Regions from separate parts of the Sus scrofa genome. Here region 2 is linked to region 1. The links are chromatin contacts, called in public HiChIP or PLAC-seq maps. All regions are on one chromosome and are shown on one strand. Each heading gives the region's core, a stretch centred on a gene start, on an enhancer-like site or on the middle of the called end of the contact. The rest is flanking DNA. Distances are from core to core; before and after follow the strand shown.

Region 1 (6,256 bases), core at 1,263-3,762:
AGACAAAAAAAAAAAAAAAAAGAAAGAAAGAAATGGCGATGGATGTCAACAGGCCGAAAAATAAAAAATACTCTCTACTGAGATTTTGGGACATAAAGACCTACCTCACTGCATTTAATTGCATAGTCTTCCCTAATTTATTTAGTCATTCCGTAATGATGCACAACTGAAGTAGCCAAGAAAAAAAGAGAACTGCGGCCTATGAGGACAGGACAGGCTAAAAGGAATAATTTTTTTTTTTGGCCACACCCACAAGATGTGGAAGTTCCCAGGCCAGAGATTGAACTTGTACCACAGCAGCAACCTGAGCCATGGCAGTGACAATGCCAGCTCATTAACCCCCTCCCTGTGCCACAAGAGAACTCCAAGATTCTTCAGGTTGCAAATGGCGTGCCCCATTCTCATTTAGTAACCTTACTTTGAAATTTTAAAAAAAAATCTCAATTCTTGCCCAGTGCCCAGGGCACATGCGCAATGCTAAGTAAACATGTATTCGTGAACATTTTGGGGTTGAAGACAACGCCATCTCTCTCTGGACCAGTTGGGCTTTGGCTTTGGCACCGAAAATAAGTGTTCTCCTAGCACCATCTGCTGGCACTGGAAAGCCTTGCCTGAATCCTGACTTCCAAGTCTTTTTTCAGCCAGGAGTATTGTTGCATTGTTAATACCTCTGAAATACCTTTTATCTATAGACAAAGGATATTACAAAATAATGACTTATTTTCATTCCTTTTTTACTGTTTAATGAATTTGTTATACTTTAGTGTCCCTTCTCTATTTGCTTTTTCACAAACTAAGACACATGGTGAGATGCTGAAAGAGTAAGCATGAGGCTTGAGCCACAGTTGGTGACTCTGAAGGCCATGTTGTCCTTTGACATTTATTTATCAGGTTCTGGATTCTGCGCATGGCACTGTCTTTCTGGTTGTCTTAGATGCATAGCACATACCAATGTGATGCCTTGAGTTTAGATGGTTAACCAGCCCCTGCAGGTGCCTGTTGTTGTGAGAGGTGCTGTAGAAGATTCAGAGATGTGATGACTTCCCTGCATTCAGAGAACCCTGTCTAATCAGGGAAACAATAAACCAAACAATACAGGATAAAGTCTGTGGTGATGCCTTTAAGTGCTGACTGTCAAACAGTGACATTGCCTTAGACCTTAACATAAATATACATAGACTGTGCTAGACATTTGGCAATGCCTGGAGACAAGAACTTTGTCACCACTAGGATGGAGATGCTACTGGCATGCAGTGGGTAGAAACCTGGGATGCTGCCAAAATATTCTACAACCAACAGGACAAAGAATTATCTGGCCCCAAAAGCCTATAATGCCGAGAAACATTTAAAATTTTTTTTTTTTTTTTGCTTTTTTTTTAAGGCTGAACCTGCAGCATATGGAGGTTCCCAGGCTAGGCATTGAATCAGAGCTACAGCTGCTGGCCTACGCCACAGCCACAGCCACGCCAGCTCCGAGCCACCTCTTTGACCTATACCACAGCTCATAGCAACACCGGGTCCTTAACCCACTGAGTGAGGCCAGGGATCAAACCCACAACCTCATGGTTTCTAGTCGGATTCTTTCCGCTGTGCCACTACAGGAATTCTTAAAAAATAAACATGCTGAAGGAATTCAGAAAAAGGAGAGACTTCTCAAGATACTTGCTAGTCATGAGTTCTCTTGTGGCTCAGCGGGTTAAGGTCCAGTGTTTCACTGCTGTGGCTCAGGTCACTGCTGTGGCACAGGTTTGATCCCTGACTCAGAAACTTCCACATACTGAGGGGGCCGCCAAAAAACAAAGGAAAGAAAGAGAAAGAAAAGAAAAAGAAAAAGCCCTTCTAGTCAAAATGCACTTGAAGCATCCCCATCACTTTGAATCACGTTTAAAATGCAGAATATTGACTCCCCGCCCCTCCTGAATAAAAACGTGATTTTAACAAGATTTTCATGTGACTCCTATGCACATTAATGCTTGAGACACACTGGTCTGGAGGTTTCCATTAAAGACAACACGTGAGTTTTTATTTCTTTCTGAAGAGCAGGAGAGAAGGAAACCTATTCCAGGTGGTGAGAGCTATTATGAGGGAGTTCTGAAATCGTAAGTTGCAATTTCTCGTTTTCGGTACAGCAGGAATAATAATTAACACAGTGTTAACTGCTTACTGGACTTTGTTCTAAGCGCTTTATGTGGAGCAGCTCATATAACTTTCCCAAGGCTATTAGGCAAGATTCGCTATTACGTCCACTTTTTGGGTAAGGGAAACGAAGGGATAGAGGGACCCACTTGATCAGGGACCCACTGACGAAGCCAGGCCGAGGGAATCAGAGATGCCTTTGCCAGCACCCTAAGTCGTCCACACCTCCACCAACACAGAACCAAAGCTGCAGCCCCAAGCTCTCCGCACCAGGTGAAGGATACCGGATCCCGCCAGTCGCCTTCCGGGAGAAGCGCAGCCTAGCGAGCAGAAACCGGAAAATCGTCACCTCACTCCCTACCGGAAGTCGGTGGGAAGCGTTTCCTCGTTTGTGACCAGGCTTCCGGCGATATGAGAATACAGCTGAAATAAAAAGGGATGGTCTTTGAAGATGACCGGGCTCTAAAAAGCTTCTAAGCGGCGCCCAGGAAGCTTTGAGCCACTTTTGATAGGAATCAGGGTTAGCAAAACTTCAGCAGTTCATTGCTGCTAAGAAGGCGCAGGCTACCCGCTCGCCCTGGGGTGAGCTAGAGTAGACATCTCTATGGTCGAGAGACCATAGAGAGGTTCCTTCCCATGCGTGGGGCAACGCCTGAGCAGTAGCAGCTGCGCTGGAAAAATGGCGGAGGAGGAGTGAGTATCAGGGGCTCTGAGATTCTGGGTGGTGCCCTGAGCATCTGGTGCCATCCTCAGTATTTATTTCTCGGTGGCGGAAAATAAGGATCCTTGTGGACTGAAGAGAGACTTAGAAAAGGCTCCAGATTATCGAAGGAGGAGGGAGGAAGTGTTGGGCTGGGGCGGGCGGATGGGGCCTCTGTCAGGTTCGGATTACCTACCTCAAGGGGTGAGGAATGAGTTTGAGGCTGCGGGCTGGAGGGTGGGTTTCCCCAGCCTGACTTAAGTATTATCTCTGCAGCTGGGTCCGCACCCGCCCCAACCCCACGGGGCGGAATCTCATCGCTGGTGGTATCTGTAAAAGGCTATGACAGTAAAAGCTCCATTGACATACGAGGACCAGTGGCTAAGGGGTTCATGGTTCTTGAAAGCTTTTGAGAACTGGAGTCAGAAACGCCAGGTGGCGGGGTGGGAGCGCGGTCCTTAGGAGGTTTTAGACAGTAATGTTTGCGAAGCCCAAGCTGTCGTTTGGAAACGCATTGCAGATTTGTTTCCTAAATACTATCGCTTTTCTCCATTTTCTCTCTCAGGCAAAGAAAAAAGATCCCTTTGGTTCCAGAAAATCTCTTGAAAAAGAGGAAGGCATATCAGGCCCTCAAAGCCACACAGGCGAAGCAAGCGCTTTTGCAAAAGAAAGAGGTAATAGTGGGGAACCAGGTGGAAGGAATGAGAATTTGTGTTCGGTGAGTTTTATCCAGCACATGTTGAACTAATTTGGTACTGACAGTCGGCTTCCCCCATCAGCTGGATGATACATATTTGCTAAACAAAGCAAGTATGTATCAAATGCTTTCTGCAGGCAAAATACTGGAGTAGAGTTTAAGGAAAAAGCCAGTGGAGAGTGTTCCTTCCGGTTCATACCAAGGGATTCGAGAACATGCTTGTGTACCTAAAAGAAAAAAAATTTTCTTTTTTCTTTTTAGGCCGGCAGGTGTGGCACATAGAGGCTCCCAGGCTAGGGTTCAAATTGGAGCTACAGCTGCCGGCCTACACCACAGCCACAGCAACCCCCGATCCCAGCCACATCTGTGACATATACCACAGCTCACCACATCGGGTCCTTCACCCAATGAGTGAGGCCAGGGATCAAACCTGTGTCCTCATGGATACTAGTCAGATTCATTTCTGCTGAGCCACGACAGGAACTCCCAAAAACTTAAAAATTTTACTTACTTTTTTCAACCACATCCATGGCATATGGAAGTTCCTGGGCCAAGATTCCAGTCTGAGCCACAGCTGTGGCATTGCTGGGTCCTTAACCTGCTGTGCCATATTGGGAACTCTAATTTTTTTTTTTTTAATGTACCAGGTTTTTTGGTTTGCGTTTTTTGTTTGTTTTGTTTTTCTTTTTAGGACCACATATATGGAGTATGGAAGTTTCCAGGCCAGAGGTCTAATCAGAGCTGCAGCTGCTGGCCTACACCACAGCTACAACAATGCAGAATACTTAACCCACTGAGTGAGGCCAGGGATTGACCCCACAGCCTCATGGATACTGATCAGGTTCTTAACCCGCTGAGCCACAACAGGACTCTGAAATAGTTTTTGCTATTTGCCAAATGTTTTGGAGAAATACATATTTGGGAGGCATGAGCTTTATGATGCCTTATGTTCCAATAAACGTTGACTGACAGTGTGTAAACTAATTGGTTTTTTGCTTATTCAACAAGGACTGTCCCCAGTAGTTCTCAGGTTTTCTCAATTTCACCTTTACTTGAGTATGTTGGTGTTGTTTCCCCTCCCCAACACCCACGCCACAGCAGTGACAACACTGGATCCTTAACCCACAAAACCACCAGAGTGGGTTTTTCCATTATATAATAAAGTCCTAGTGTATAGCACTGGGAACTATATCTAGTCACTTATGATGGAGCATGATGGAGGATAATGTGAGAAAAAGAATGTATGTATGTTTGTGACTGGGTCACTGCTGTACAGTAGAAAATTGACGGAACACTGTAAAACCAACTATAATGGAAAAAGTAAAAAATCATTTTAAAAAACGAATGATGCTGGGAAAACTAAAAAAAAGAGAAAAAAAAGGGATGGGAGTTCCTGTATTGACTCAGTGGGTTAAGAACTTGACGTTGGAGTTCCCATTGTGGCGTGGTGGAAACGAAACCCACTAGGAACCATGAGGTTGCAGGTTCGATCCCTGGCCTCATTCAGTGGCTTAAGGATCTGGCATTGCCGTGAGCTGTGGTTAGGTTGCAGATGCGGCTTGGATCCTGTGTGGCTGTGGCACAGGATGGCAGCTGTAGCCCCAATTGGACCTCTAGCCTGGGAACCTCCATATTGCCTCGGAAGCGGCGCTAAAAAGACAAAAAGGAAAAAAAAAAGAACTTGACATTGTCTCCGTGGGGGTGCAGGGTCAAGCCCTGGCCTTACTCAGAGGGTTAAGGATCCAGGGTTGCCACAAGCTGTGGTGTAGGTCGCAGATGCAGCTCAGATCTGGTATTGCCAAGGCTGTGATGACAGCTGGCAGCTGTAGCTCCCATCTGACCCCTAGTCTGTGGCAGGTTCGCTGTTTTTTTAAAAAAAAAAAAAAATAGAGGATGTTTGGTCCCTTTTCCAGAACAGAGGGCAAATAAGCTCTACCGATAGTGACTAATGAATGACTGTTGCAGAAGTAAAGACAATTAGAGACATAAAGTGGTGGTGATAGTCTGTCTTCTCTGTAGCAGAGGAAAGGAAAGGAACTCAAGTTTAAACGACTGGAATGGTTCCTACATGATTCCTGGCGGCAACTACGTGACAGAGTGCGCCTCAGACGACTGGAAGTGAAGCCTCATGGCTTGGAAGTGCCAGATAAACATTCCTTGGCCTTTGTTGTACGCATCGAAAGGTAGGGAACTTGCTGGATCCTGGGAGGCTGAGGCAAACTATTGGTTCAGGCTTTTTGGGGGGTCTTTTTGTTTGTTTTTGTTTTTTGATTTTTATTCTTTCCATTATAGCTGGTGTTTACAGTGTTCTGTCAATTTCCTACTGTACAGCAAAGTGACCCAGTTACATATATATATATATATAATTTTTCTCACATTATCATGCTCCATCATAAGTGACTAGATATAGTTCTCGGGGCAGTACATCAGGATCTCATTGCTTATCCATTCCAAAGAAGAGTTTGCATCTATTAACCCAGATCCCCACTCCACCCCCACTCCCTCCCTCTCGTTTCAGCTTTTGCCTGTCTTTAGGGAGATGACAAGATAGTAGGCCTGAAGCCACTGATGCAAGTTGTGCTAGAATTCAGGGCTGAAGGAAACAGATTGCTATTTTCAAGATTAGGGAGCCTCACCTTAGGCAAATAGACATGAAGTTACTCTAATTGCTTTGAGGGTTCAGTGCTGGCTGGATGTGGGGTGAGGGCCGCCGTGTGGCATGC
Region 2 (5,928 bases), core at 2,809-5,308, 48 kb after region 1:
GGTCATAGACCGGGCTCGGATCCCTGTGTAAAGATTTATTTATCCATTTGGGACAAGTCCCCTTAAAATTTCCACCTTGTTGGGAAAGTCTCTAGACTTTCCTTCAGTTTTTTTCCTCCTTACTTTCCTGTTTTTGTTGTTTGTTTTTAGGGCTGCACTTGAGGCACATGGCAGTTCCCAGGCTAGGGATCTAAGGGGAGCAGCAGCTGCCAGCCTACACCACAGCCACAGCAACAGGGCATCTGAGCCCTCATTTCCCTGTTAATCAACCTAATTAACATCAATCATTCTAATGTTTTTATCAGCATCTGTAAGACCCACTGAGGGGAAGCATAGTCCACAATAAGGCTTCCCAAACCAATTTTTTAGATTTATTTTTAAACTAAGGGAGTTCTTAGGTTAACCATTATATAAATGTATGTATTTTCCACCCTTTTCTCCCAAGTACCAACAAAACAGCTGATTATGAGACCCCTGTAAAACTTTACCAATTTTCCAACTTAAAGGATCCATCATCTGGCCATTAAGGAGATGTATCTTAAAAGTGACTCAAGGAGTTCCTGCTGTGACTCAGAGGGAATGAACCCGACTAGTATCCATGAGGATATAGGTTCCCTTCCTGGCCCTGCTCAGTGGTTAAGGATCTGGCATTGCTGTGAGCTGCAGTGTAGTTCACAGACAAGGCTTGGATCTGGCGCTGCTGTGGCTGTGGCTTAGGCTGGCAGCTGTAGCTCTTATTAGACGCTCAACCTAGGAACTTCCATGTCACAAGTGCAGCCCTCAAGAAAAAAAACAAACAAACAAAAAAAAACAACAAAAAAAAAAACACAAACAAAACGTGTGACTCAAACCAGTAAGACCAAGAGGCAGTCCCCACAGCAGAGTGTGAAGGATGCCACCTAAACAAGGTCCAGAAAATTTATTCCCAAAAATAATTCAAGAAAAGTAAAGGCCTTCCTGATGCAAGCTGATGCAATCAGAGTTTAAAATGACAAAAAGCCCCCGAGAGTTGGTAATTATCAGACAAGACACTGCACAGACCCTTAGTCCATTCAACTGGCTGCCAAAGGTACCCTCAAAGTGTACCTTCTCGATGGTAGAGACTGAGTTCACAAAACACAGAAACATGAAAGGCCCGAAGATGGGGTAGAACATTCACATCTCAAAGACACAGAAGAGAAATGAAGTTCCCCCTAGAAGGGCTTAGTTTGGTTTGGGTTTTATTTATTTTTTTGGTCGAACCCTCGGCATGTGAAAGTTTCTAGGCCAGGGAATGAACCTGCACCACAGCAATGACAAAGCCAGATCTTAGCCCGTTGCACAGAAAGAGAACTGTTTTTTGCTATTGTTTTGGGTTTTTTTTTTTTCTTTTTTTTTTTTGTCTTTTTCTAGGGCCGCACCTGAGGCGTATGGAGATCTAATCAGGCTAGGAGTCTAATCAGAGCTATAGTCGCTGGCCTACACCACAGCCACAGCAACATGGGATCCAAGCCGCATCTGCAACCTACACCACAGCTCAATGCCAGATCCTTAACCCACTGAGCAAGGCCAGGAATTGAACCAGCAACCTCATGGTTCCTAGTTGATTTCTGCTACGCCACAAAGAGAACTCCAAGCCAGCTTTTTCCAAATTAAATCTCAGTCATTTCAGAGTGAGATTTCCTTTAACTGCTAGTTAGGGTACTTGCAAAGCATCAGCACCAAATGTTCACGATTCTGGCTGGAGTGTTAGAGGCTGGTTTTCTGACACGCCTCAGTTTTCGTTTGGGATAATCTATTTCCTGTTTTAATGCTGAATTTGTCAGGGATAAAATTTACTAGTGCACTTTTATCCCAACACATTCTTTTTTTCTTTTCTTTTTAGGGCCGCACTCACAGCGTATATACGTTCCCAGGCTAGGGGTCAAACTGGAGCTGTAACTACTGGCCTACACCACAGCAACTTGGGATCCAAGCCGCATATTCACCTATCCAACAGCTCACAGCAACGCCAGACCCTTAACCCACTGAGCAAGGCCAGGGATCAAACCTGCATCCTCACAGATGCTAGTCAGATTCATTTCCGCTGGGCCAACAAATTCTTGTTAAGGTGGCCAATTTGAGGAAATAGTCAGGTCAGCCTTCTACCTAACCTTTCAGCCCAGACTGCTCAGTATGTTTTCAACCAAGCAAATTCCAGTACCTCCCCGAGTTATCTTTCAGCTGGTGGGGCATTTTCTCCCAGTGTCTTTCAACTGAGCTCCCCTAGCATCTATCAACTGGGGAAGAGGTCAATCCCCAGTATCTTTCAACTGGGGAGTAAGCAATATAGACACTATCAAATAAAACTCAGGATCATGAACCATTAATTGGGAAATCAGAGAAGCAGGAGGGACTTACCCAAATTCACCTGGCCTCTCCAAGGAGGGGGTTGGGCACAAGAGACCTCTTCCTAGAGTTCAGGTGAAGCAGAGAAGTCTGCTCTGGGTCCCTTCATGGTGACCAAAACTGTTAACTGAAAACAAATAAAAAGAACAGCAACAACCAAAAAACCCCCGCACAACCTAAAACTTGAAAATTATGCTTTATTTGGTGGACTTTCTGAGGACTCAAGGCCAGGAGGCAGCCTCGCAAATAGCTCCAAAGAGCTAAGGGAGAAGCCAGGATATACAGGAGTTTTCCAACAAAAACCAGGTAGTCAGACCATCAAAAGAGTAGTGTTAATTAAAGAAAACCAGACATCTCAAGTTAATGAATTTAGCACTTTTCAATGTATGGGAAGATGCCAGAGTCTGGGCTCACTTAAATCATTCCTTTGATATGCACCTTGGCTTTCCAGAGCCAGCATCCTGTTTGTTCCCAGTCTCAGTTCCCTCAGTGTGCCCCCGTCGGGGTGGCCGCAGTGGCTCAGGGCTTGGCAGCAGGCAGCCATCTGTCTCCACCGCTGGGTGGGCGGCAGTATTGGCTGATGGCTTCACGACTGCAGCATCCCTCGCAGATTTGACAGGCGTTTTTCATTCACAGCTATAAAGGATCTCAAACCTCAAGAATCCACTAAGTTCCACCTAGTAAGGCGCCGGTAGTACCCTTCTCCGAGTCAGGCTCCTCCAGGCGATTCCTCTGCCCACAGGGAGGGTCGGCAGGCCTGTGGCCCGCGGTCTGGAAGGGCGGCCCTGGGGCCTCGGCTGAGACCTCCCAGGGCTTGGGCCTCCGCGGGAGCTGGGACGCCGTGGGTTCGCTGAGGGTCGCCGCGACAAGAGGCCTCTCCAGGCCCGGAAGCTCCTGGCCCTGCTGCACCAGCTGCAGAAGACGCGCCAGGGTCACCGAGGCCGGGGCTGACTTCTCCGGTACAGGACCTCCGCCGCTAGGGCTTGAACTGCCTGGCTGTTCCATGACAGGCTCCGAACCTGCGCGCTTCTCTTCCGGGAGGGATGGATGCAACCATTGTAGGAGGAAGTGAAGGGGGGAGCATAGACCGTACCAAGCAGCCCAGAGAGCGGGGGAGCACTGGACGACCAGCTCCGCGAAGAAACGCCTCGCTCACACTTAAGGCTTACCCTGCCCAAGAGCCTCTAACGTTGAAAGCTTTAGAACCCCGAAGTCTTGCACAGCTGACACGGAGATATAGGTAAAAAGACACGAATTTTCACAAATGCACGGGCATCACGAACATACCGGCTTTCATGCACACGCTGAAGTGCATAGAGTACAGGGATTATTGCATAGATGCGTGGCAGGAGGATAACCTCCATCCGGGGCTCCTGCAGCACCAGACAGAAAATAACGGAGGAAATGTCTGCAAGTGGTTTCAGAAGAACTGGGAATAAGTGATGCCACGGCTCTCTCCCCATTCCCTGCCTTCAAGACAATTCCTGGTGTTCCCATAGTGGAAGAGAGAAGATGAAGGCGGACCAGGCTGCTACAGCTTCCTTCCACCTGCTTAGGAAGTCAGTGTCAATAAAGCTCAGGTTTCTAAGTTTATCAGAAACTAGCCAGATCCGACACTCACCACCTTAATCAAGTGAGCAAAGCTTAATTAATAGTAATAGAACAAACTAGCATCAGATGTCTCCTGAAGTGATGCACTGAGAGGGGCTGCAGGTGTAGGAACACAGCCTCACTTCTGTAGTGTTCCTGCTAAAAATGTTCACTCTGAATCTAAACTTGAGGAAATGAGTAGACAAACCAAAATGACAGACATTCTGCAAAATGACCTGGACACTTTATAGTTGTCAGTGTCATAAAAGACAAAGACAGAAGGAAAAAGACTGAGGAACTGTGTCAGACTAAAGGAGACTGAAAAATACAAAGTGTGATCCTGGATTGGATCTAGATGAGGGGAAAATCAGTTACAAAGGACATTTTAACCCTTGGGAAATTTTGAATTGACCTGTGTATTAGATGACAGTGTTATCATCTAATAACAGATGATACAGTTTAACTGTATATCAGTGTTAAATTAAGTACACAATTGTGCTCTGGCTATGTTAGAGAATGACCTTGTTTATAAGAGATACATCCTGAAGTATTTATGGGTGAAATGTCACAACGAAAAAGGGAGGGGAAAAAAAGCAAATGTGGAAAAATTGCTGGAATTGGTGGATCTAAATGGTTTGTAACTTGTTGAAATTAAAAGTTAATAAGGGTGACCTTGAGAAGCCAGTCTTGAGGAAACTGACCATACCAAGTCTTGTATAATAAGGAATTTGAGGACTTCCCTTGTGGCATAGAGGGTTAAGTATCTGAAGCTGGCACAGAGGGTTAAGGATTTGGAGCTATTCCTGCCGTGGCTCAGGTCACTGCTATAGCATGGGTTTGATCCCTGACCCCGGAACCTCCACATTGCTGAAGGCACAGAGCCCCCCCAAAAAAGAAGAATTTGACTGGTCTTTGTCCCTGGCATTTCCCAAGTATTAGAAGTGATATTCATGGTGGGCCCTGACAGTTTATGCCAAGGAGGTGAGTCATGGTGGCCCCTAAGTGGTTTCAGGATTGGTGCTGACCAGTCATGTGATTGGAGGGTTGGGGCTTTGACTCATGAAGGGTCCAGGAAAGAGGCCTGGAAATTGAATTCAGTCTCCAGCCTATGATTTATTCAGCCATGCCTATGTAATAAAACCCCTAAAGCAACTCTGGACACAAAGCTCAGTGGAGCTTCCTGATTGGTGAACTCATCAATGTATCAGGAGGGGACATGCCCTGGTTCCAGGAGGAGATGAATGACACAGAAGCCCTGCATGCAGGACCCTCCCAGACCTTGCCCTATGCGCCTCTTCATCTGGCTGGTCCAGCTGATCTATATTCTCTCTAATAAAACCGTAATCATAGGAATAACACTTTCCTGAGGTCTGTGTTCTGTGAGTCATTCCAGTGAATTATTGAACCTGAAGGGGGGGTGTGATCCCCCAAATTCGTACCTAGTAAGTCAGAAATGCTTGTGGCCTGGGACCCCTCCGAACTTGCAGCTGGCATCTGATTCAGAGCTGTCTTGTGGGGACTGTGCTCTTGGACTTGTGGGATCTGTATTAATTACAGGAAGTTAACACTGGAGTTGAATGGGGTTTTTAATTGAACCCTGGATGCAGGAAGAACTCGTCCTTCTCGCTGTGGATGGCATCAGTTTCTGGGTGACCTCCTGCACTCCTGCCCTAAGGACTCCCTCCTGGGTCACCAGGTCCCCTTTCTTTCTCAGATGTCCTTGGCCCCAGTTCTCCACTCCCAACCTCCTAGCCAAGGGGCTGTGGTTTTCTGCTCCACCATTGCTTTCTTTCCTACCAGCCAAGTGCAAGAGGCAAACATCTTTAGGAGATTAAAACCGACCTTGGGTATCCTCCCAGGCTGAGTAAGGACTAAATTTTCTCAGAATTTGGGACAGTGATGTGTTTGTGTTTGGGACGTGGGGAGTTGTCTCAGTGTCATCATTTTTCTTCTCTCTCATTCTTTCATCTT

The links. HiChIP or PLAC-seq counts read pairs in DNA pulled down with a chosen protein or histone mark.
Region 2: an H3K27ac HiChIP or PLAC-seq map of alveolar macrophages shows a contact between it and region 1. The contact joins the promoter of C7H6orf226 here to the promoter of RPL7L1 in region 1. A contact is called at or near these places in 2 of 47 Hi-C or Micro-C datasets (epiblast stem cells and skeletal muscle) and 1 of 2 datasets of contacts at active chromatin or transcription factors (alveolar macrophages).

The regions. Positions count from the first base shown.
Region 1 is chr7:37,938,037-37,944,292 of Sscrofa11.1, forward strand. RPL7L1 (ribosomal protein L7 like 1) reads left to right here and starts at 2,513. Exons shown (of 7, transcript NM_001123192.1): 1 at 2,513-2,829; 2 at 3,402-3,510; 3 at 5,553-5,716. The coding sequence starts at 2,816.
Region 2 is chr7:37,984,198-37,990,125 of Sscrofa11.1, forward strand. C7H6orf226 reads right to left here and starts at 4,059. Exons shown (of 1, transcript XM_005666004.2): 1 at 2,545-4,059. The coding sequence starts at 3,372. The coding sequence ends at 3,034.